2 separate regions of the Mus musculus genome follow, and region 1 is linked to region 2. The links are chromatin contacts, called in public HiChIP or PLAC-seq maps. All regions are on one chromosome and are shown on one strand. Each heading gives the region's core, a stretch centred on a gene start, on an enhancer-like site or on the middle of the called end of the contact. The rest is flanking DNA. Distances are from core to core; before and after follow the strand shown. Region 1 has its middle 37 kb from the start of Drd3. Region 2 holds the start of Tigit (T cell immunoreceptor with Ig and ITIM domains).

Region 1 (6,574 bases), core at 3,612-6,111, 59 kb before region 2:
ATTTTATTCTCCCTTCTTTCTTCTGTATCTCTAAAGATGAGTATCTCCCCAAATTCCCATGTGACGAGCTTGGCTTGCCTGCCCCTGCTCCTTTAAAGGCAAGTACAGGCTTTCACCTGACCAGTGTCATTTCCCCCATGGTCTCCTGTCACACAAATGACAGACATTTAAAGACTTCTTAAAAAACAAAACAAAACAACAACAACAACAAAAAAAAAAACCCAACCCAACCTCTTAAGTAAAGCAAAATTCTTCTTTTAAGTTTGTCACTTACCACTCACATTCCCAAGCAATCCCACGTCCTTTTGCCAACCACGCTGAAAGCAGAACAATTTTCTCAGGACTGAGAAAAGTTGTCTGCTCAGTGTTTAGGAAATTCCCGCAGGCAGGTATCACCAGTCAACTCAAATCTACTCCTCAGTCATTCTCTTTCAAAAGGAACTACTTGAGGCTGAGCCAAAGGCTTGTCAAGAGCATGAGGTCTAGTAGGGGGAATTGGGAGAAACGGAAGAGAGGTGAGTGAGTGGTGTGTGTGTGTGTGTGTGTGTGTGTGTGTGTGTGTGTGTGTGTGTGTATGTGTGTGTGTGTATGTGTGTGTGTGTGTGGACAAGCATATAAATCTCCTATCAAACCCCAATGTACTCTGGTCTTCAGGTAAAGTTCCTCAATTCCAAGGGAGAGTATGTTATTTTCTGTCTGTTAGTTCTGATTTATTTTTGTCTTATTTGCAGTAATTGGGAGATACATTCAGAAATCTCCACAACACGAAAGCTACGTATGCTTATCCCTGGTCTAATTAAGGGATGACAAGTATACTTTGGGCTATGAACCACCGCATCCAAGGATGCTGACGTACCCTAAGCCAAGGTGTGAATGTCAAAATGAGAAAATGGTAAATGTTTGTAATCACACAGTCAGTAAAATGTATACGATTTTTGTCAACATTCCAGTTATTCCAGAGTGAGTTAAGCAAAGGCACTAAGGTCCATAGCAGCTTTGACTATTCATGCAATAACAAAGACAATAAGATACTGATTTTTGAAAATATTGGTGTTACGGTTGAAAGTTAGGTAGTTTTATTGTCAAGATTCAAGTTAATTCAAAGTGGCTCCCCACTTTGTATATTAGATAGCTAATATACAAAAAGTATTGCGTAGTACAATCAGACTAGAAAACAAGATTAGTATGAAAGCATTTATATTTATAGCACCATAAGAGAATTAAAAATATAAAATATCTTATTCATGTATAAAACATCAATTCACATAAGTAGAAATTGGGGAGAATTTTACTTAAGTATACTTATGGGAATAAGACTTTGAAGGGAATGGGTGATTAGATACTAAGCTTAAAGATTTAGCGGTCTGATTAAAATGAAGGAAGCATCCACACAGCTTGAAAGCCCTAAGCAAGAGCATGCAAAGAGAGGGACATGCCCGTGAACTGCTGGCTGTCCCACATAACTATGGACTGTTGCAAGAGAGCCCATTTTAAGCAGAAAAGCTGCGTCGGAGGAGATCGTAGCCATATGTAGGACCGAGGCAGAGGCTCTCGAGCAAACCATACCTCATACTATGACCTAGATCATTTTAGCAGTCCATAGCCACTCTGCCACCTGTCTCCTAGATTATTTTGAAATACAGAGATTACATAATGAACTGCACATGTCTCAAGCTGCACATGAGATTTGATAACATTTGATACAAGTTTAACACATTTGGAAACATCACTACAGTCAAGACGGCCTTGTACCCACAGGATATCCCCACTGACAACCCACTTTAGTATCCAGGCAACCACTAATCTGCTTTTTGCTTCTACCAATTAGCTTGCACTGTTAAGAATTTTATTGAAACAAAATACTATATTCTGTATATTTTGGCTTTCACTTGCTTAGTTATTATTATTTTTCTTTTTTTTTCAGAGTCTATAACGTAGCCTGGACTGAACTCAAACTCACTATGTAGTAGATAGTTTGAGCTGGCTTTGAACTTCTGTCCCATTCTCCCTATCTCCAATGCCACCACACCAACTTAGTTACTCTGTGTGTGTGTGTACACTAATATACTACTTATATAAGTAGTTCCTTTGTATCTATTCATTTGTATTAACATATACTATTTGTATAAAGTAAATTGTTTTCATTATGATATTCTAACATATACACATACTATAGCTTAATCATTGTCCATTTTTTTTAACACTGGGTAAGATCCCACTATTCATTTCTAGTGTTTGGTAATCATAAGCAAAGCGGTTATGAACATAGCCACAGTAGTCTTCATTTGGGTAACCGTGTCCTTCATTGTGGGTAAAATTGTAATAGAGAAAGGGCCGGGTCACGTGACAGACCGGGTCACGTGACAGGCGGAAGCAGCACCTAGGTAGCTGGGCTGGTTATCATGCTCACAGTAAGCACCCCCACGCCCCAACCCGGGTCCTTCCAGCTCTTCCTGTGGCTTGTCACGTTTCACATGGCTGTCACTTGTGCAGCCTGTACTTTTTATTTTAGTCCTGCTAATGGCTGAGAGTGCTATCCTGTGGTTCTCACTTGTCCTTCCCGAATGAATAAAAAAGTTGAACGCCTTTCCGCGTGCTTCTCTTCCATCCACGCGTGTGGCGTCGATTGTTCTACCTGGAGATGAGGTAATTTCCGTCCACGTGGTTTGGGTTGATTGTTAAACCTAGAAACACAGCATACTACAGATGAGAGGAAGGCAAGCAATAATTGAATGAGAAATAATAGCTGTAGCAACAACGAAGAAACACAATTAGAAACTCTGAGAGAAATCAGTGCACAGAGGAAGCCACGTCCCACAAATGAAGTAAATTACAGCGTAGGGGCTGAGCAACTGGGGAGACAGAGAAGCAGTCATTTCTGAAATAATGAACCACAACTTCAGATATCTAGGGAAAAATGAAGAGGAGCAACTGACACATTTTGGATTCACATTTCCCCCCCTTAAGCTTGTCACAATCACTAGACTTAAACACACTTGTGTGTTCTCTCAAGTTTTGTCTTTTTCTTTGAAATTATTATGTCATTTCAAAAAATAGGTATTTCCTCCCATAGATGGTGCTTATTTTTCTCTTTCAGCATTTCAAACTTTGTGTTTTCTACAAATTAAAAAGAACGCAGTACAGAGAAACCCTGTCTCGAAAAACCAAAAAAAAAAAGAAAAAAAAAAAAAAGAACGCAGTGTTGATTTCAGCCCTACCGGTGTCTTTTGCAGACAGTTGATGAAGTCTTACTTCTTGCAAATGTAAACTTTTGCTCATTAAGCAGCATAAATTGAAAAACTCTCAAATAATCACTTAAACCTCTTAACATTTTCTAGAACCTTCTTTCTAGCTTCAAAGTAGAAAATTGGAGTGGAATAGTTTTTTTTATTTCTAAAATATAACTTTCTGAAGTTTGATTTATGCTTCCTTTTTTCTCTTTTTAAAATTTTGCTTATCAGATTCAAATACATGCCTTGTAACTTTATTCAAAGAGAAAAGGAGAAACAGTGATGGTCTTTGTGCTGTGTAAAAATATTTATCATTTCCTACCTGTCTCCTCTCCAAGACCAAAAGTTCATAAACAAATCAGATTTAACATACAAATTCTTTTGATGATTTCTCACCGTTTTGGCTAAAATTACACATTTTAAAGAGTAGACACTTTATTATTATTACTTTTTAATTCTCACTTTCAGTGTCTGAGAGTTTGTCTGCATCTGTCCTATGCACCAGGGGTGTGCAGTTCCCTCAGAGGCCAGAAGAGGGTGCTGTCTTCCTGGAACTTGGAGTTACAGGGAGTTGTGAGCAGCCGTGTGGCTGTCACGAAGGGAGCCAGGGAACCCAGGAAGAAGCCTTGAGCCTTAACTGCTGAACCATCTCTCCATTCTCAAGATGGGTTTTGTTTTGTTTCTTAAGTTGTTTCATGAGAAGGAGACCAACTGTGAACCACTTCTTAGCTCTGTTCTCAATTCTTCCCACTCCCTGTGCATTTTCTTTGTTTAGTGTATGTTTTTTTTTTTTTTTCTCTTGTCCTTCAGTTTCTTGCAGTATGCACTCTGTAACTCATTCGTTTTGCGATTGGTTTTAATCCTCACCATGATTTGCTTATTTTAATTCCCTGTCAAATCTTTTGTCCTTTTATACAGCCTTTTAAAACCCACTTTTACTTTCACAGACACAATGCTCTTTCTTGACAATTATGCAAGAAATAAGATTTTTTGGGGTGGGGGTCTCCTTCAAAGATGTTTTTCCCCCCTATTAGATCGATATAATTCTTTGGGATTATTTATATTTTAAAAATCAATTTAAAGTAATTAACTGGCTTTGTTTTAAACTTTTTAGTAATTTATATGGAGTTTACAGTACACAGGTATAAGTTTTTATTGTTTACTTAGAATTAACCTTGTCCCACTTCACCCAAAGTGTGGAAAACTTTTAATTGTGTGGGTGTATTTATCCTCACCCTCTCCTTCCTGGTGGAGTTGGTTGGTGCACCTCCCTCTATAGCCAGTACAGGTTCTTATGAGATAACGTCACCCGTCTTTGCTTTAAGCAGTTTCATGGGAAACAAAGAATAAATGGTCCTCTCTCTTTACCAGCCCCATGCTCTTCCCGGCTTCCTGAAAATTTGGTTTCTATTTGCTTTAATTTTCCTTGAGCCAGGAAAACTTTGTAGATAACTTTATGTATTTTTATATCTGCCAGCAATAAATTCACTTCATAATTTAAATTTTTTGACTCCTACTGTTCTTTCTTTTATTCATTCGTTTTTGAAATTCTCTCATCATCGTGTGTTTGTGACTGTGCGCTGTGCTGTGGATGGAGGAAGTAGGGGTGGCTTTCAGGAGTTGGTTCTCTCTTTCATGTACTAGGTCTCTCCTACATTGGCCCCAGGAGTATTGTGACTACAGACACACGCCACAGTGTCAGCCTTCAGCAATGTTTTTGGATTTTTTTTCTGTGCTGGGATCTAAACTAAACTCATGCCAGGCAAGAGTGCTCTACCACTGGGCTACCTCCCTAGCCCATGCCTTTCTTTTAAAACAATTTGTCCCATTTATCTTTACTTTGTGTATGTCTATATTATGTGAGGGGTGGTGTGTTTGTGTGGTGTGTGTGTACCACGGTGCATGGGTGGAGATCAGAAGAAAACTCTATGGAGTCACTTCTCTCCTTCCACCTTTACTTGGGGTGAAATTTGGGATGCTTTGTGCAACAAGCACCTTTACCCACTGAGCCATCCTACAGGCCCCCATCCTCGTTTGTAAAGACTATCTTTATTGTCCTGTCTATAGTTTAGTAGTCCAGTGTATATATTCTTCACCAAAAACTGGAGATGTTTTGGCCATTATTTTAAAAATACATTTATATGCTCTGATTTTTATTCCCTTCTTTTAAGATCTCCAATTATATGCATGTTAGACCATATATGATTTGTCATGTGTCTCAGGACCTTATTTTATTTCTGTTTTTTTCCCCTCCATCTCTGTCTTGCTTCTTCAGCTTGGATAATTTTCAGTCATCGAATTTGTACTTAGTTTTTTGTCTTTGTTTGTTTTTTTTGTTTGTTTTTTTGTTTTGTTGGTTTTTTTGTTTTTTTTTTTGTTTTTGTTTTTTTGTTTTTTTTCTTTTTGGCTTTTTTCAAGACAGGGTTTCTCTGTGTAGCCCTGGCTGTCCTGGAACTCACTGTGCAGACCAGGCTGGCCTTGAACTCATAAATCCACCTGTCTCCGAGTGCTGGGATTAATTGCACTTAGTTTATAAAGTTTCTCCTTTTTTCCTCTTGTTTTACTCATTACGAGTATATTTTTCTTTATCACACCAGGCACAGTTACATGGCTGTTTGTCCATCATTCGGGATCTCCATTAGCTCCTTTATTGTAAGCAGGAGCCCATTTTCTTAGTTCTCCAATGAGAAATTTATCATTTTACTTTGTACATTATGAATGGTAGATGTAAATTTTGTCATATTTTTTCAAAATTGTTTTTGTTTTTGAATTGTCTATTAGGCAGCTGACCTGGCTGCATCCACGGTCATGGACTTTGAGTTTGATTGGAGATTTAGGAGTCAACCAGCTCTTCGGACCACATTTAAATAGAGAAGTTGGGGGATTCATTCCCTGACTATGGCTTTTCTTTTGGATTCATTTCTCAAATTTCCAATGGCTGCTGGTTTTCAAATTCTGTACTCTGTTCTTCAGGCCAAATGGACCATAGTTTGTTCCTTCCTTCCTTCCTTCCTTCCTTCCTTCCTCTCTCTCTCTCTCTTTCTCTTTCTTCTTTTATTTATTTAAACAATTTTTATTAGATATTTTCTTCATTTACATTTCAAATGCTATCCCCAAAGCCCCCTATACCCTCCCCCTCCCCTGCTCCCCAGCCCACCCACTCCTACTTCCTGGCCCTGGCATTCCCCTGTATTAGGGCATATGATCTTTTCAAGACCAAGGGGCCTCTCCTCCCAATGATAGCCGATTAGGCCATCTTCTGCCACATATGCATCTAGAGACATGCATGAGCTCAGGGGGTACTGGTTAGTTCATATTGTTGTTCTACCTACAGGGTTGCAGAT
Region 2 (6,999 bases), core at 781-3,280:
GCGGCAGCAGAAAAGTCTTACAAACATTTTCACATATAGTTGTGCATGTATGTGCATATGTTTGGGTAAGTGGGAACAGGTGTGAGGATACACACAGGGCACTGCTGAGTACGGAGGTGTCTTAGTTAGGGTTTTGCTGCTGTGAACAGACACCATGACAAGGGCATCTCTTATAAGAACAACATTTAACTGGGGCTGGCTGCCAGGTTCAGAGATTCAATCCATTATCATCAAGGCAGGAGCATGGCAGCATCCACGCAGGCATGGTACAAGAAGAGCTGAGAGTTCTCCATCTTCATCTGAAGACAGGTTAGCAAAATACTGGCTTTCAGGCAGCTAGGATGAGGGTTTTAAAGCCCACACCCACAGTGACATGCCTATTCCAAAAACGCTACACCTACTTGAACGGGGCACACCTTCTAATAGTGCCACTCCTTAGGCCAAGCATAAACAAACCATCACAGGAGGTCAGAGGACAACCGTGGGAGTCAGTTCTCTTCTTCCACTATGTGGGCACCAGTGATCCAGCTCAAGTTGTCATGCTTGGTGATGCCCACCCTTAACTGCTGAAGCATCTCTCTGGGCAAGAAGTCTTTAACTTTTCCCTTCTAAAACCAACTCTTAAGTTTTTTGCATTTTCCAAAATGGGACAAATCTACTTTCTTTTGTTTCTACACACATGATACAAAAGCAGACTGTTAATTTTGTAGCCTTTTTCTGGGTTGTGTTCTTCCCACCAGCCCTTGCCCCTGTGGTTTTTCTGTCCAGGTAACCAAGTTTGGCAACTCTCATCATGTCTAGCCCCAGCATTTTACCCTGAATACATATTGGATCTTACTGTTTCTTTGGCTAAAAGGCATTCAGATGTTAAAAAAGTGGTGGAGAGGCTGGCTTTGGTGGTGGTGCATGCCTTAAATCCCATCACTCAGGAGAGAGAGGCGGGCAAGAAGATCTCTGAGTTTTTAAGCCAACCTTGTCTACAGAGTGAGTTCCAGCTCAGTCAAGGCTTCCCAGAGAAGCCCTGCCTCAAAAACAAAACAACAACAACAAAAGTGGTGGAGATGTATTTTTTATGTAAGCCTTGAAGGCTGTGGAGAAGCTGGTAAGTCAAACACTGTCTACAGGTCTAGAGGAGGGGCCTAGGGTGCATGAGTCACTGTGTAGATTTGTGAATGAACAGAACCCAGGATGGGGAGGAAGCTGATCAGAGACAGAGGGACCCTGCATACAGAAGAGAGGGACAGAGGCCTGGCTGTTGAGAATCATTTGTGCACTGGTGGGATGGGCAGGGCATGAGGCTTTGGATGTCCCCTGGTGAGAATAGAGATCTTCAGGCTGTACATCATGGGGCATGGCCAATACAGCTCTGCCAAGAGCCCAGGCGATAGCTGACGGTGTCCTCTCCATCTCCTCTCCCAGTGGCTTTACAGAGACGAACTTTGGTCAACTCTTGAGCGCTGAGCAATTCTTTGCCGACCCTCGTCTCTTCAGAGCTTGTAGGACCTTTTAAATGAAGGAAAGGATGGAGGGAGAAGGGGAAGGAGAGAGAAAGAAAAGATGATGTCCTAGTTTGGTTTCTGTTGCCGCTGCCCTGACAAAAAGTAACTTAGAGGAGAGGGGGCTTATTTTAGCTCACAGGGCCAGGTTACAGTCTGTTACTGTGGCAGGAACTTGAAGCAGCAGGGCAGGGCAGGGCAGGGCAGGGCAGGGGAGGGGAGGGGACTGACTCATCAGAAATACTTCTTCAGAATCCTGTGCGTCACCTACCCTTGAATGCTTTAGATAAAAGTTGGTGTTTCAAAAAGTGCATCAAGAGAACTTAAAAACAACAGATCGGCTGGCTACCCAAGTAGTCAATATACGAGTTGCCCAAGACCCGTGTATCTCTAACCACATGTTTTATTTGTTTTTACAGTGTGTTTCCTTCATGGCCTTTCTTGTGGCTCACCCTATGTGGCTTTGTGTACTTGTTAAGAAAACATTACACGTTTGACACTGCTCTTACCTAAGTCAGTTTTTCCGAGACCCTCTTTTCACCAGCTTGGTTTCACCTTACAGCTGCAGTGAGCCAGTTTCAGTTGGAGGAGAGGCCACATCCACTTTGCTGTAGGCCTCTGGTTAGAAGCATGCATGGCTGGCTGCTCCTGGTCTGGGTCCAGGGGCTGATACAGGCTGCCTTCCTCGCTACAGGTAAGGCTTGCAGACCTAGCAGAGCAGAGACACCTAGCTTGGCACAGACACCAGGATGCTCAGGTAGAGAAAGCTCTAAGTATATGCCTAGGCCTGTATGTATGTCAGCTTCTGTGTATGTATGTGGTTCTGAGGCTCTGTGTGACCACATGGTAAGAGGCAATCGCTGAGAAAGGGATGCATACACGTTTGGGATTGCAGAGGAAGGACTTCATAGATCCTCTGGGTTAGGGACTCTGACTGGACAGCTGTTCAAGAGGGAAGCTGGGGAATAGACTAAGATTGGGAGCCAAGAAATCTCCTGGAAACCCATTTCTCTCCTGCTCCATTTTCTTTTCTGTTTCTGAGGAACTCCTAGAACAATGTTCCAGTTAGTTCTCTGTTGGTCAGAAATACCTGCTTCTCAGATTTTCATAGTCTACCACTAATATGAGAGACTAAATTCTGTTGTTTCTATTCTATTACAAATTGTAGATAAACATTTCTGAGGGAAGGAAACAAAATATTTAGAGACTATACTACAAATTAGTTTAAAGGCTGAACTTATAAGACTGAAGGTAGAGAGGAGCCAAGGTGGGGCAGGCTGGTAGGTAGCAAAGAAGTTGGCTTCATCTAGGAGAAGGCCTTTCTTCCCCTCTTACCTCTCCTCTACTGTCTTCCCTTCCTCTCCCCTCCCCTTCCTTCTTCTCCCTTCTTCCCCTCCCCTTCCCTCCCCTCCCCTCCCCTCTCCTCCCCTCCCCTCCCCTCCCCTCTCCTCCCCTCCCCTCCTATTTTCTATGTTTCCCTCCCCTTCTCTTCCCTTCCATTACTTCTCCTTTCCCTTCTTTCCCTCTTTCTCATTGTCCTCTCTTCCCCTTCCCTCTCTCTTTTGCTTTAGTTTGTTTCTTTGACAGATACATGGTCTTTCTATGTTTCCAAGGCTGGTCTGGAATGCACTATGATCCTCCTGCCTCATCCTCCCATGTACTTGGATTAAAAATATATGCTGCTACTTCTGGCTGAGAAGTAGATTCAAGTTTCCTTTCTCTGTGTTCTCTCTCTCTCTCTCTCTCTCTCTCTCTCTCTCTCTCTCTCTCTCATTTTCCTGACATCCCAAATGCCAATCAAATAGCCCAGTTCTATTTTCAAAACATAGGGCTAGACACAAGGCTAGACTGCTGGAACCTAGAGAGAAGTACAAGATATGTTGGTGTCGGGCTGATAGTCTAAGTGGGAAAGTTAAATAAGTTCATTGAAAGCAATCAGCCACCTAGCCAGGAAGCCGAGCGGAACATCCTGAGCGGACAAAGTGCTAGAAGCCTTGTAGTAAGAAGCCAGACATCTAATAAGACAACATTTAATAATACATCGCATGCAGGGGAAAAGGAAGGGCTTAAAGCTAGGGTCCTCAGGTAAGGAGGAAGCACAGCTCTGACTGATGGGTGAGGATGAGGCAGGTTGGCAGGAGCAAGCTTCAGAAGCAGCCATGGGGAGCAGGATGGGAACAGAGTCCATGGGAAAGGGACCATGGCTGGGGCTTCAGGCCTCGAGTGACAGGCAGAGGAAGAAAAACTCTGGAAATCAATGATGGTCTCTATGGGGGGCACCAGGAGAGACTGCAGACTGTGGACATCTGTTCCTAGAGCCAGATCTGGACTCTGAACCCTCTGGGATTCTTCAGGAAGGTTGAAGGGCAGCTGCTGGCCAGAGACTCACGTGTGCTTTTCCCTCACCCATAGGAGCCACAGCAGGCACGATAGATACAAAGAGGAACATCTCTGCAGAGGAAGGTGGCTCTGTCATCTTACAGTGTCACTTCTCCTCTGACACAGCTGAAGTGACCCAAGTCGACTGGAAGCAGCAGGACCAGCTTCTGGCCATTTATAGTGTTGACCTGGGGTGGCATGTCGCTTCAGTCTTCAGTGATCGGGTGGTCCCAGGCCCCAGCCTAGGCCTCACCTTCCAGTCTCTGACAATGAATGACACGGGAGAGTACTTCTGTACCTATCATACGTATCCTGGTGGGATTTACAAGGGGAGAATATTCCTGAAGGTCCAAGAAAGCTCAGGTATGTCCTTTGAGGCAAGGTGGTAGTGAGCCACTTTCTCTCACATAGGAAACACCACCCTGACACACTCTAGGAAGTAGAGTGTCTCAATCTTGGAGCACTTTGAACTCATTAGAGGATCTTTCGGGGCATAGTAAAGATAGAACAACTGAAAGTGATGAACGTAGAACCTTGTGGGGGCAGAGCTAGGATCTGATACGTTCCAGAAACAACCAGCCGATTCCCATGCACAACCACAGATTTTGCATAGGAAATCCATCTTATCTAAAATGAGGTGACTTGCAGATGAGGTCATACATGAAAGGTGCTCATTTAATGACTTAGTATCACTCATGCAAATTAGAATTAGCTCTTAACAGAGGATGGCCTAGTCAGCCATCAATGGGAGGAGAGGCGGCCCTTGGTCTTTCAAAGATCATATGCCCCAGTACAGGGGAATGCCAGGGCCAGGAAGCGGGAGTGGGTGGGTTGGGGATCAGGGTAGGGGGAGGGTATAGGGGACTTTCAGGATAGCATTTGAAATGCAAATGAAGAAAATATATAATTAAAAAAAAAGAATTAGCTCTTAAGTTTGAGCTGATTTAAAACAGGCCACAGCAGGTGCTGAGTGAAAAAGTATAATAGTCACCCACCTTTGCATGATGACTATTTGGAAGCTTCAAAGCTTCCAAATGCCCTCATAAATGATTATTCTTCTACAAACATGAGCCAATTTTACTGAGGAAAGGGATTATGAAAATCGTATCTGAAAGATAGTTTAGCAAGGTAGTAAAGTGCTCAGCCTCTAATGCCAGACATCATAGGTCCAAACCTTGCTGATGGATTAATTTGTCCAGTCAGTATGGCTATAAGATTTTATGAGCTGCTAATGTGGGCTTGGATAACCTACTATAAGAAAAAGCCCTTAGCATGATGCCAGCCATATAGCAAGTGCCATGTTAGGTGTTGATCATTCCCATCTGATTGATGGTTGTGGAAGCTAAGGCTTGGAATTGCTCAGGGTGAGAAAGCTGATTTTAAATCAGATGTTCTGGCTCCATGGATCACCACACTCAGAGCTGCATACTATCAGTTATATTGGAGTTTAGGTTAAGAACATATATGAATTGAAATTATGTTGGAGTTTAGGTTTCATGAGTTTTAAGAATAAATATACTTTGAAACGATAAAAGTTTACCTTAATGTTTCCTTTCAAACACTGCTTCCTGGCACCTGTGCAGTGTGCATGCTATGGTCTTCTATCCCTGTTCTTCCTGAGTGAGCCATGGCTATGACCAGGAAGGGGTCAGCCTGGCCTATCATGTCTAAGTCCTCAGAGCAGGAGGAGCATGCTGGGACTTTGGAGTTCCCAGGCATGGTCTTTGTCCTGAGGGATCAGATACTGGAGTCTCCTTTCCTATGATCCCTTGTGTTCAGGGATGTGGGACAGGCTTTTTCTTATTTCAAGTCTTCCCAGGACTCTGGGGTTCCTGCCCAAGCTCCTGGAGAAGAGAGAAAGGTGGGAGGAAGTATCCTAGAATTCATTTTTCTTTAGCATATCACAGCTATCCTTAAGCATCTACTGGGTACTAAGGACAGAGAAAACAGCAGAAGTTAAGGTTGCAAGAGCCTCACTCCTTCCAGGGTCTCACAACTGGACTATATGGCTAAGATACTGTTATATGCTTTTCTTTGCATATAATCTTGTTTCAATTTTGAATTAACCTGTTTTTATTTTATTGTTTGTGTTGAATTAACCTATTTTTATTGCTATATATGTATATATACATTTTATTTTATTGTGTACTTGCTATTTATCTACTTATTTTGTGTGTGTGTGTGTTTTGGTAGCACATACATCTATGCATTACCTTTATTCTGGTGTCTGTGGAGGCCAGAAGACTCTGGATCAAAAGACTGGGGTTATAGATGGCTGTGAGGTGCTATGTAGGTGCTGGGAATCAAACAGATCCTCCAGAAGAGCAGCCACCTTTCCATCACTCCCCAAGTTTTATTTTAGATGACATTGTTTGTTTCATTTTATGATTCCTGAAAACAAGTGTTGAACAGGGAAAGGCTGACAAAATCTGCTCTGAGGTATCCATAAGGCACATCACTCCTCTGGAGATAGGTCCTCCAACTCCACTGGAGACCAGGTAGAGTCTCTGCAGACCACAGAACTGAGGTTAAAGATTCTTAATGGAGGACAGCTCTAGAATATCCCACCTCTGTCCTGGAACTCACCATAAAGACTAAGCTGGCCTCAAATCAGATCTGCCTACCTCCTGACTCTCAACTGCTGAGATCAAATGCAAGCACCCCCATGATAGGAATGGATTTTGGGTTTGTTTGTTTGTTTGTTTGTTTGTTTGTTTGTTTTTGAGACAGTTGAGGATTCCTTCAATTCAACAGCTTTGCACCTGACCTCTGACACTCATCTCTGTGCTGTTCTCCCTGTAGTGGCTCAGTTCCAGACTGCCCCGCTTGGAGGAACCATGGCTGCTGTGCTGGGACTCATTTGCTTAATGGTCACAGGAGTGACTGTACTGGCTAGAAAGGTAAGGAAGGGATAGGACACGGCCTGTCTCTGTCCCCATCACCCCATTCTTGCCACCCTGGTGTCTTCTGATTCCCTTTCTACTCAGAGAGCTACTCATGTGATCTCTACCCTTGTTCCTTGTGCCTTTTCACGGTTCTTGCCCTGCGGTTTAAAGCATTTATTATTTTATGCTCATTCTGGTCCCTCCTCTAGGCTGTGAGCTCCCAGGACACACTTACATTT

Evidence for each region. HiChIP or PLAC-seq counts read pairs in DNA pulled down with a chosen protein or histone mark.
Region 1: a BATF HiChIP or PLAC-seq map of CD8 T cells shows a contact between it and region 2, with 7 read pairs. The contact joins the enhancer-like site here to the promoter of Tigit in region 2. A contact is called at or near these places in 1 of 39 promoter capture datasets (the 3T3-L1 cell line), 1 of 15 datasets of contacts at CTCF or cohesin (CD8 T cells), 2 of 484 Hi-C or Micro-C datasets (B cells and CD8 T cells), 4 of 115 datasets of contacts at active chromatin or transcription factors (CD8 T cells, embryonic stem cells and regulatory T cells) and 2 of 9 other capture datasets (adipose tissue and liver).

The regions. Positions count from the first base shown.
Region 1 is chr16:43,721,843-43,728,416 of GRCm38.p6, reverse strand. No RefSeq gene overlaps it. Among named protein-coding and RNA genes, the nearest start is that of Drd3, 37 kb to the left of the region's middle. Within about 2 kb of position 4,861, at least 9 of the 459 cell types and tissues checked have an H3K27ac peak or open chromatin away from gene starts, as enhancers often do. A contact at or near this core is called in CD8 T cells, where this site is marked.
Region 2 is chr16:43,659,215-43,666,213 of GRCm38.p6, reverse strand. It overlaps Tigit (T cell immunoreceptor with Ig and ITIM domains), which reads left to right and starts at 2,030. Exons shown (of 4, transcript NM_001146325.1): 1 at 2,030-2,190; 2 at 3,909-4,238; 3 at 6,678-6,775. The coding sequence starts at 2,127.